2 separate regions of the Mus musculus genome follow, and region 2 is linked to region 1. A link is a contact called in public HiChIP or PLAC-seq data. All regions are on one chromosome and are shown on one strand. Each heading gives the region's core, a stretch centred on a gene start, on an enhancer-like site or on the middle of the called end of the contact. The rest is flanking DNA. Distances are from core to core; before and after follow the strand shown. Region 1 holds the start of Atp6v0b (ATPase, H+ transporting, lysosomal V0 subunit B). Region 2 overlaps St3gal3 (ST3 beta-galactoside alpha-2,3-sialyltransferase 3).

Region 1 (3,691 bases), core at 803-3,302:
CCCAGTTCCTGGTGTGCAGGAGTTCTGCCCTTGGTCAGGGGCAGAAGTTGGATGATCCAGACCAGAGTTCTTCCACCTCCCTCAGCACTGTTGACAGTTTGGGCAGAGTAATTCTTTAATGCAGAGGCTACTCTATATAGAGAAGGATGTATAGGTTCAGCTGACAGAAACAGAAACACCTCCCTTCCTCCCCAACTGAGCTAGGATAACCCAGATTATCTCTACAGGTTGGCAGATGTCATGTAACTACTCCTCATTGAGAGCCTCTGGTCTAAACCTGCACTGTCCAAGACAATATTCACTGGACACATGACTTTTGCCATTTAAAGTGGATGAAAAAGTATTTGTCCATTACACTAATTACATTTCAAGCACTTATGTGGCTGCTTTCAGGACTTTGTTGGGCTACATTGACTTAGTTAGACTTGTTTCTTGGGGACAACAAAGACACTGAAATAAACGGAATACTTTTTCTCCTGTTTCTCTTTATTCACTAAAGCTCTGTTCTACACAGATCCTGTGGGTGGATATGTGAGTTATATTTAACCAGATTACTGTCCTCAAAATGTGCTTGGGAGGAAATAATAACCCCACGAAATATAATTGTGTGAAGGGAGCCCCAGGTGCAGCTGGCTCTCATAGCAGGCTCCTGAAGGGGACTCAAGAGGCAACCCAGACAGAGGAGTCTTAAGCTGGATCTTATAGAGAAAAAATATTCAGAATAAACAGAGTGAAACGAACATTTGGGCCTAAACAAAGACTCAGTCAACATGGTGGGTGCTTCAATCAAAGTAGAGTTGTTGGGGTATATCTTGATAGAGTGCTTGTCCTTGGTAGAGAGTTGGTTTTATGGGCCGGGCAGTGGTGGTGCACGCCTTTAATCTCAGCACTTGGGAGGCAGAGGCAGGCACATTTCTGAGTTCGAGGCCAACCTGGTCTACAAAGTGAGTTCCAGGACAGCTAGGGCTATACAGAGAAATCCTGTCTCAAAAAACAAAACAAAAACCAGAGAGTTGGTCCTAGGGTTTCCCAGTGTGTGTGTGTGTTTGTGTATTGGATCCCAGAAGAAAACAAAATTTACTTATTGTCCACATTAGCAAAAGAATCTTATATTGGCACCATCCAGATCATGTAGTACACAGGCTAATGGTAAAGGCAGAGCTGTAACTGACATGGGGACTGGGTTAAAATGAGCATCCATCATGTATTCTGTGTGCATGTTATGAGAACTCCCCTGTATGTCAGGCGCTAGAAACAGTAGTGAGTCCAACATGAACCATGGTGCTTCGGCCCCCTAGGGAGAGTGGTCAGAAACAAAATGTACTATATCAACCAGAGATAAGAACCAGAGGAAAATTATATCAAGGGATAACAATTATGGGAAAACACAAATCTGGAAAAGAAAGGGGACTGGTTAAAGGGAGATTGGGGTTGGAATATTAAACAGAATGGGTAAGGAAGGGCTTGAAGGAGAGCAAAGTCTGGAAGCAAGAGAGAGGGGCAGATGCAAGGGCGGGCTGCGTCTGATAGGGTGGGTAGTCTATTAGGGACCTGGAGCTTAGCTCTGTTACAGTGCCTGCTTTGCATACTTTAGGATCCTATGGATCATTCTGTCGCGAGTGAAATAGGATCCACAGGGAATTTGAACAGGAGAATGGCATGGCCTTATAAGATCACCTGGACATCGTGGGCGTTCGCGTCTGGCATTCCACCCTACCTCTGGGTTGGAAAAGACAACCTAGAATGACCTCCGATGAACAGCAGGCATTAGCTAGGCACCGCGAAATCCTGCTTCAAGCAGAAGGAACTAGGCAGGACTAGAACAGACCGGAAGGATCTGCAGTGATTGGTGAGTAAACTGGGAGTCCGGTGGGAAGTTAGGGAACCAGCAGCGCAGGTGGAGAGCCAGTACCTGTCACGGAGAACGTCCGACGAAACTACAACCACCACAGTGCTCCGCGGCATGACGTCTACCAGGGCCCGGCCTCAGGCAGCCAGCCACTGTGCGCGGGGGTCACGTGGGGTCGGCGCATCACGTGCGCCGGTCAGGTGGCGCTGCGGGGCGGGCCGACAGACTGCGGGGCGGACGGTGGACGCGGTTTAGCTCAGGTCCCACCGATCCGACCCCTGCCGTCGCCGCTGCCATGACGGGGCTGGAGTTGCTCTACCTCGGGATCTTTGTGGCCTTCTGGGCCTGCATGGTCGTTGTGGGTGAGCGGGGCCCAGGCGGCCCAAGGTGGCCTGCTGGTTGGGGCGGGGGGCAGGTGGCAGCCGGAGCCGGCCCCGCGCGGTGCCCTCCCGCGACGGAGGAGGCCGGCCCTGGGCTGCGAGAGTCACACCGGCTATTCCAGGGTCGCGACGCCAGGTTCCTGACCTCCTCTCCGCGAGCCGCATATTTGGGCGCCCCGCTTCCCCTTTTTCCTCCTTGCCCTCCCCCACCCATTCACAGCTTGTTGGGTAAACAGCGATTGGGCCGGCAGGATCTGGCGCGGCCTGGACGCAGCGCCCGTTCCCTCCGGCCCGTGAAGGGGCTTGGTGTCATTAAGACGGGTTACCTAGGGAGTGGCCGAAAAAAAAAAAAAAATGGAGGCCTGGGTGGAGGTGCTGTTTCGCTCCGGGACTCTTCGCTTGTCTAGATGTAGGTGGCTGACAGTTTGACAGTTGGGCAGTTTTTTTTTTTTCCTAGGTTGGGGACTGTGTCTCGAAAGAGCAACCCTTTAACTCCTTTCCTCATTGCTTCAGGAATCTGCTACACCATCTTTGACCTGGGCTTTCGCTTTGATGTGGCATGGTAAGGGAGGGCATGGAGAGGATTCTCCTAGGAGCCTCTTCTCCCTGCTTTGGTCTGAGCCCCAGCCCAGCTCTTCAGACACACGGACCTTTGGGAAATAGAAAATCTAGAGATGCAACGTCTGGGACTGGTGGGCTGGAGCTGGGTGGACACTGAGTTTTGTGTGGCCTCCCCACTCCTGCCCTTTCCTGTCCATAGCTCAATAGCTTTCTTCCCTGTTTCCACACCAGGTTCCTGACGGAAACTTCCCCCTTCATGTGGTCGAATCTGGGCATTGGCCTAGCAATTTCTCTGTCTGTGGTTGGAGCAGCCTGGTGAGTGTTGGAGTGGCGGGACGAGTGGGAGGTGCCAAGTCGTGGCAGGTGGAATCATCACTGGGTTCTTAATCATCCTGGGGACAGCAACTCCTTGGGCTCCTTTAATCAGTTTCTTACCCTTCACCAGGGGAATCTATATAACCGGCTCATCCATTATTGGGGGTGGGGTGAAAGCCCCCAGAATCAAAACCAAGAACTTGGTTAGGTAAGTGTAAAGGCTTCTGCATGTCAAAACTAGCTGCGATGGGGGTCGGGTGACATGCTGGCTTGTGACCCGTCTCATCGTAGCGTGTATGTGAGTCAGGGAAAGTTGGCTGGGGATTTTCTGCAGAAATGGCTGATTTCCTTCTTAAAGAGTTTCCCTCCCCCTCCCCCACCATTTACCATCACTGTTGCCAGTATTATCTTCTGTGAAGCGGTGGCCATCTATGGCATCATCATGGCAATTGTCATCAGCAACATGGCTGAGGTAAGGGAAAACCAGCGGGGACGGGTATCCATTGAAATGCCTATGCTTTCCCTAAAGATCGGAGGGAAGAAAAGGTAGGTGCATTAAGGAATGCCTTCTGAGGACTTATTCTGC
Region 2 (3,376 bases), core at 312-2,811, 170 kb before region 1:
TCACACCACCATCACAACATGAACTTTAAAACTCTGCTTTTATTACATTTTTTCTGTACATGTACATGTGTGTGCTCATATGTGAGTGTATGTTTGTATGGGTGTGTGCTTGTGTGTGAGTATGCGCATGTACCCATGTGCTCCCATGTGTTTATGTGGGGGGGCTTACAGGACAACTTTCAGAAGTCGGTTCTTTTCTTCCACATGCAGGTCCTGGGGATTGAACTTAGGTGGTTAGGTTTGACAGCGGGTGCCTTGATCCACCGAGCTGTCTTACCCACCCTTAACAGGTTTTTTTTCCCATGAGATTAGTATAAAAACTCATTTGTCGGGCTGGTGAGATGGCTCAGTGGGTAAGAGCACCCGACTGCTCTTCCGGAGGTCCAGAGTTCAAATCCCAGCAACCACATGGTGGCTCACAACCATCCATAACAAGATCTGACTCCCTCTTCTGGAGTGTCTGAAGACAGCTACAGTGTACTTACATATAATAAATAAATAAATCTTTAAAAAAAAAAAAAAAAACTCATTTGTCTACAAAATCTAATCTAAAATGATGTGAATATATTTATAGTCCCTCTCATTTAGTATAAAAATCCACGGCAGAAGTATTTCGTTCCAGCGTGTAACTTCCATGTCTCACAGTGGTGGGGTGTTAAGTAATGTTTGATTTGTGCAGCATATAGATGTTCTAAAATCTGTAAAACTGTCGTGGGCAGGAGAGATGGCTCAGTCAGTAAAGGGTGTGGCTAACAAGCACAAGCCTTGCACGTGCTCCCAGGACCTGTATAAACAGAAGGGAAGGGAGGCAGAGACAGGCCCATCCCCGCAGCTTGCTGGCCAGGCACACTTGCCTTCTTGGCACGATCCAGGCCATGAGTGACCCCTGTCAAAAATAAAAAAAATAAATAAATAAAGATAAGGAACGGCATTGGAGGTTGTCTTCTGGCTTCCACACGCATGTACACACACACAGCAGAAGGAACCTATGAGTTCCCACATTAACTTCTACACAGGAGGAATCAGATCCAAAGACACTGTGTGTGTTGGGGATAAGGGGAGTCTAGGTAAACATGAAAGTCTGCCTCAAACCTGGAACCTTACAGGCCATGTCGTGCCCTCAGACAGCTTCAGGTCCCTGCCTCTGCCCTTTGTTCCTGCAATGGTTTCCTCCTATCCTTTGTGCCCAGGCTGGACCATCCAATAGAAGAAACAGTTTCTTCATCTCCTGTCCGTCCGAGTCTGCCTCTCTGCCCCTCGGTCATGCTACTGGCTGGCCTTCACTTGAGACTCCGTGTAAAGATGCTCACTCCCTCCAGCACGTACTGGGCAAACAACCTGGGGCGGTCCCGTGTCTCTCGAGAGCAACCACATCGACCTTTCCCATGCCCTGGAGCCTCTCAGCTCACTCCCAGGGTTTCACTCTCAGTTTCAGCACGTGCCCACGTCCATCGTCCTTCCCTCTGCTTCTTCACACGCACAGGTGTGTGAACAGTGCCACCCCACAGCCTAGCCTTCCAGGGCCAGCTCCTCCCAGACTTCCTGCTCTCCTCCAGTGTGGCAGTCCCAGTCCCCAGGGACTCTCCTGCCTCAATCTTAAGCCAAGTGCCTTTTGTCTCCTGGGATGACATAGCAGTTTTTTCCCTTAATTTCACGGTGACTCACTTTTTAAAAATAGTCTTTGATGTGTCAAGGCCTTTTTTTAAAACTGGATTCTTACCTCCTCAAAGAAACCCTAAGATATTAATTAGGGGTGACCTTCCCCCCTGAAGCCACACACCCCTCACTTCCCATACCTCAGTGCTTTTGCTTACTCATTCCCAGCCTGCCACTGTGACCTGCTAACCTCACACTGGCTGAGGCACCTTCCCTACACATCTTTCTAGCTATTCCTAGTAAAAGCCCTAGACCTGGCCTTCCACCCTAACTCTTAAGGCTTCTAACACTCTTAGTCTGTGATCCCAGGAGAGCTCAGACATTCTTGGACTTCAGGGACCATCTTTGCTCTTTCCCTAGCCCTTTATTTCCTGTGCATGCACTCGTGTATTCTCATTTGCAGGTGGGTAGGTACATGCATGTACACACGCGTGTGGAAGCCCTAAGTTGTGTCACGTGTCCTCACCAGGCGTGCCGATTCTTGGTAGTCTAGCCAGCCAGCTTGTCTCTGACTTCTGAGGTTTTACCTGGGTTCTGAGGATCCAAACTCCAGTTCTCGGCAAACATTTTATACACTAAGCCATTCCGCCCTCCTTCGAGCAGCTGAGCTTTGTAAAGGCTTTGGAGCCTTATATGCTTGGTAAGCTGGATTGATAAAATCTGAGGAGAGCCTTCTTGGAAGAAGTTTACTGCATCCACAGCTTCCACTCTCAGCTGAGTCCTCAAAGCTGGACCGCCGGACAGAACCGATCCGACTGAAGTCGGGAACGCCCTCCCTTCGAGTCCGGCCGCCATCTGCACACCATATTAGGACGCCCTTCTTGTCATCAGTTCTCATCGCTCTTGGCTCACTCTCCTAGGACATTTTTTTCCCTCTGTGTTTCTTCAGTAATCTGTTTATTCAAGTTTTGTTTGTTTGTGTGTCTGTGGGGGTGGAGTGGGGGGTGGGGTTGAGAGGGAAGAAGCTGAGGAACTAGGGCTAGGGGACTTGATCATTCCAGGATCTAAGCAGTGGAGAAATTGCAAAGGAAACAGATGGCTGTGTGGATGATAAGATATACCTTGGGGGGCTGGAGAGATGGCTCAGTGGTTAAGAGCTCTGACTGCGCTTCCAGAGGTCCTGAGTTCAATTCCCAGCGACCACATGGTGGCTCACAACCATCTGCAATGGAATCCAATGCTGTCTGAAAACATGGCAATGTACTCATATACACAAACTAAGTAAATACACCTTTTCTTCCTCTCTTTCTTTCTTCCTCTCTTTCTTTCTTTCTTTCTTTCTTTCTTTCTTTCTTTCTTTCTTTCTTTCTTTCTTTCTTTCTTTTAAAAAGATACTACCTCTGGTTGGGGGTGTAGCTCAGTCGGAAGAGTGCTTGCCTAACATGCATGTAGTCCTGGGTTCGACTCCTATCACTCTATAAAACCAGACACAATGAAGAACACCTGTGACCTCAGCCCTGGGAAACAGGAGGATCAGAAATTCAAGGTCATCCTCTAATACATACTTAATTCAAAGCCAGCCTGGGATACGTGAAACCCTGTCTCAAAAAATAAACAAGTAAATAACAGTAAGAAAAATAAATTATCATTTCTCTTAATAGATCACCAGCACCACCCCCACTCCCAGCCAAGTTGAAGGCTCTTTGTAAAGCCAGATTGGTGACTACAGCTTAGACCCATAATCTAACTTGTCCTCTGCTTTTGAGTCAGCCTGTGAATG

The links. HiChIP or PLAC-seq counts read pairs in DNA pulled down with a chosen protein or histone mark.
Region 2: a contact with region 1 is called in an H3K27ac HiChIP or PLAC-seq map of embryonic fibroblasts, with 12 times the contacts expected there. The contact joins the enhancer-like site here to the promoter of Atp6v0b in region 1. A contact is called at or near these places in 23 of 39 promoter capture datasets (the 3T3-L1 cell line, 3T3-L1-derived adipocytes, the C10 cell line and 14 more), 2 of 15 datasets of contacts at CTCF or cohesin (both in the NIH/3T3 cell line), 9 of 484 Hi-C or Micro-C datasets (the 3T3-L1 cell line, bone marrow-derived macrophages, cerebellum and 6 more), 24 of 115 datasets of contacts at active chromatin or transcription factors (the 230-238 cell line, bone marrow-derived macrophages, cardiomyocytes and 14 more) and 5 of 9 other capture datasets (adipose tissue, embryonic stem cells, liver and 2 more).

What each region holds. Positions count from the first base shown.
Region 1 is chr4:117,885,690-117,889,380 of GRCm38.p6, reverse strand. It overlaps Atp6v0b (ATPase, H+ transporting, lysosomal V0 subunit B), which reads left to right and starts at 2,052. Exons shown (of 8, transcript NM_033617.3): 1 at 2,052-2,211; 2 at 2,743-2,791; 3 at 3,022-3,105; 4 at 3,236-3,313; 5 at 3,508-3,577. The coding sequence starts at 2,145. Gm12841 (predicted gene 12841) reads right to left here. Exons shown (of 4, transcript NR_168719.1): 2 at 3,493-3,628; 3 at 1,913-2,075; 4 at 1,090-1,294. Dph2 (DPH2 homolog) reads left to right here. Exons shown (of 6, transcript NM_026344.3): 6 at 1-738.
Region 2 is chr4:118,060,431-118,063,806 of GRCm38.p6, reverse strand. All of the region lies in intron 2 of St3gal3 (ST3 beta-galactoside alpha-2,3-sialyltransferase 3), which reads left to right. Among named protein-coding and RNA genes, the nearest start is that of St3gal3, 73 kb to the left of the region's middle. Within about 2 kb of position 1,561, at least 107 of the 459 cell types and tissues checked have an H3K27ac peak or open chromatin away from gene starts, as enhancers often do. A contact at or near this core is called in the HPC-7 cell line, the NIH/3T3 cell line, bone marrow-derived macrophages and 8 more, where this site is marked.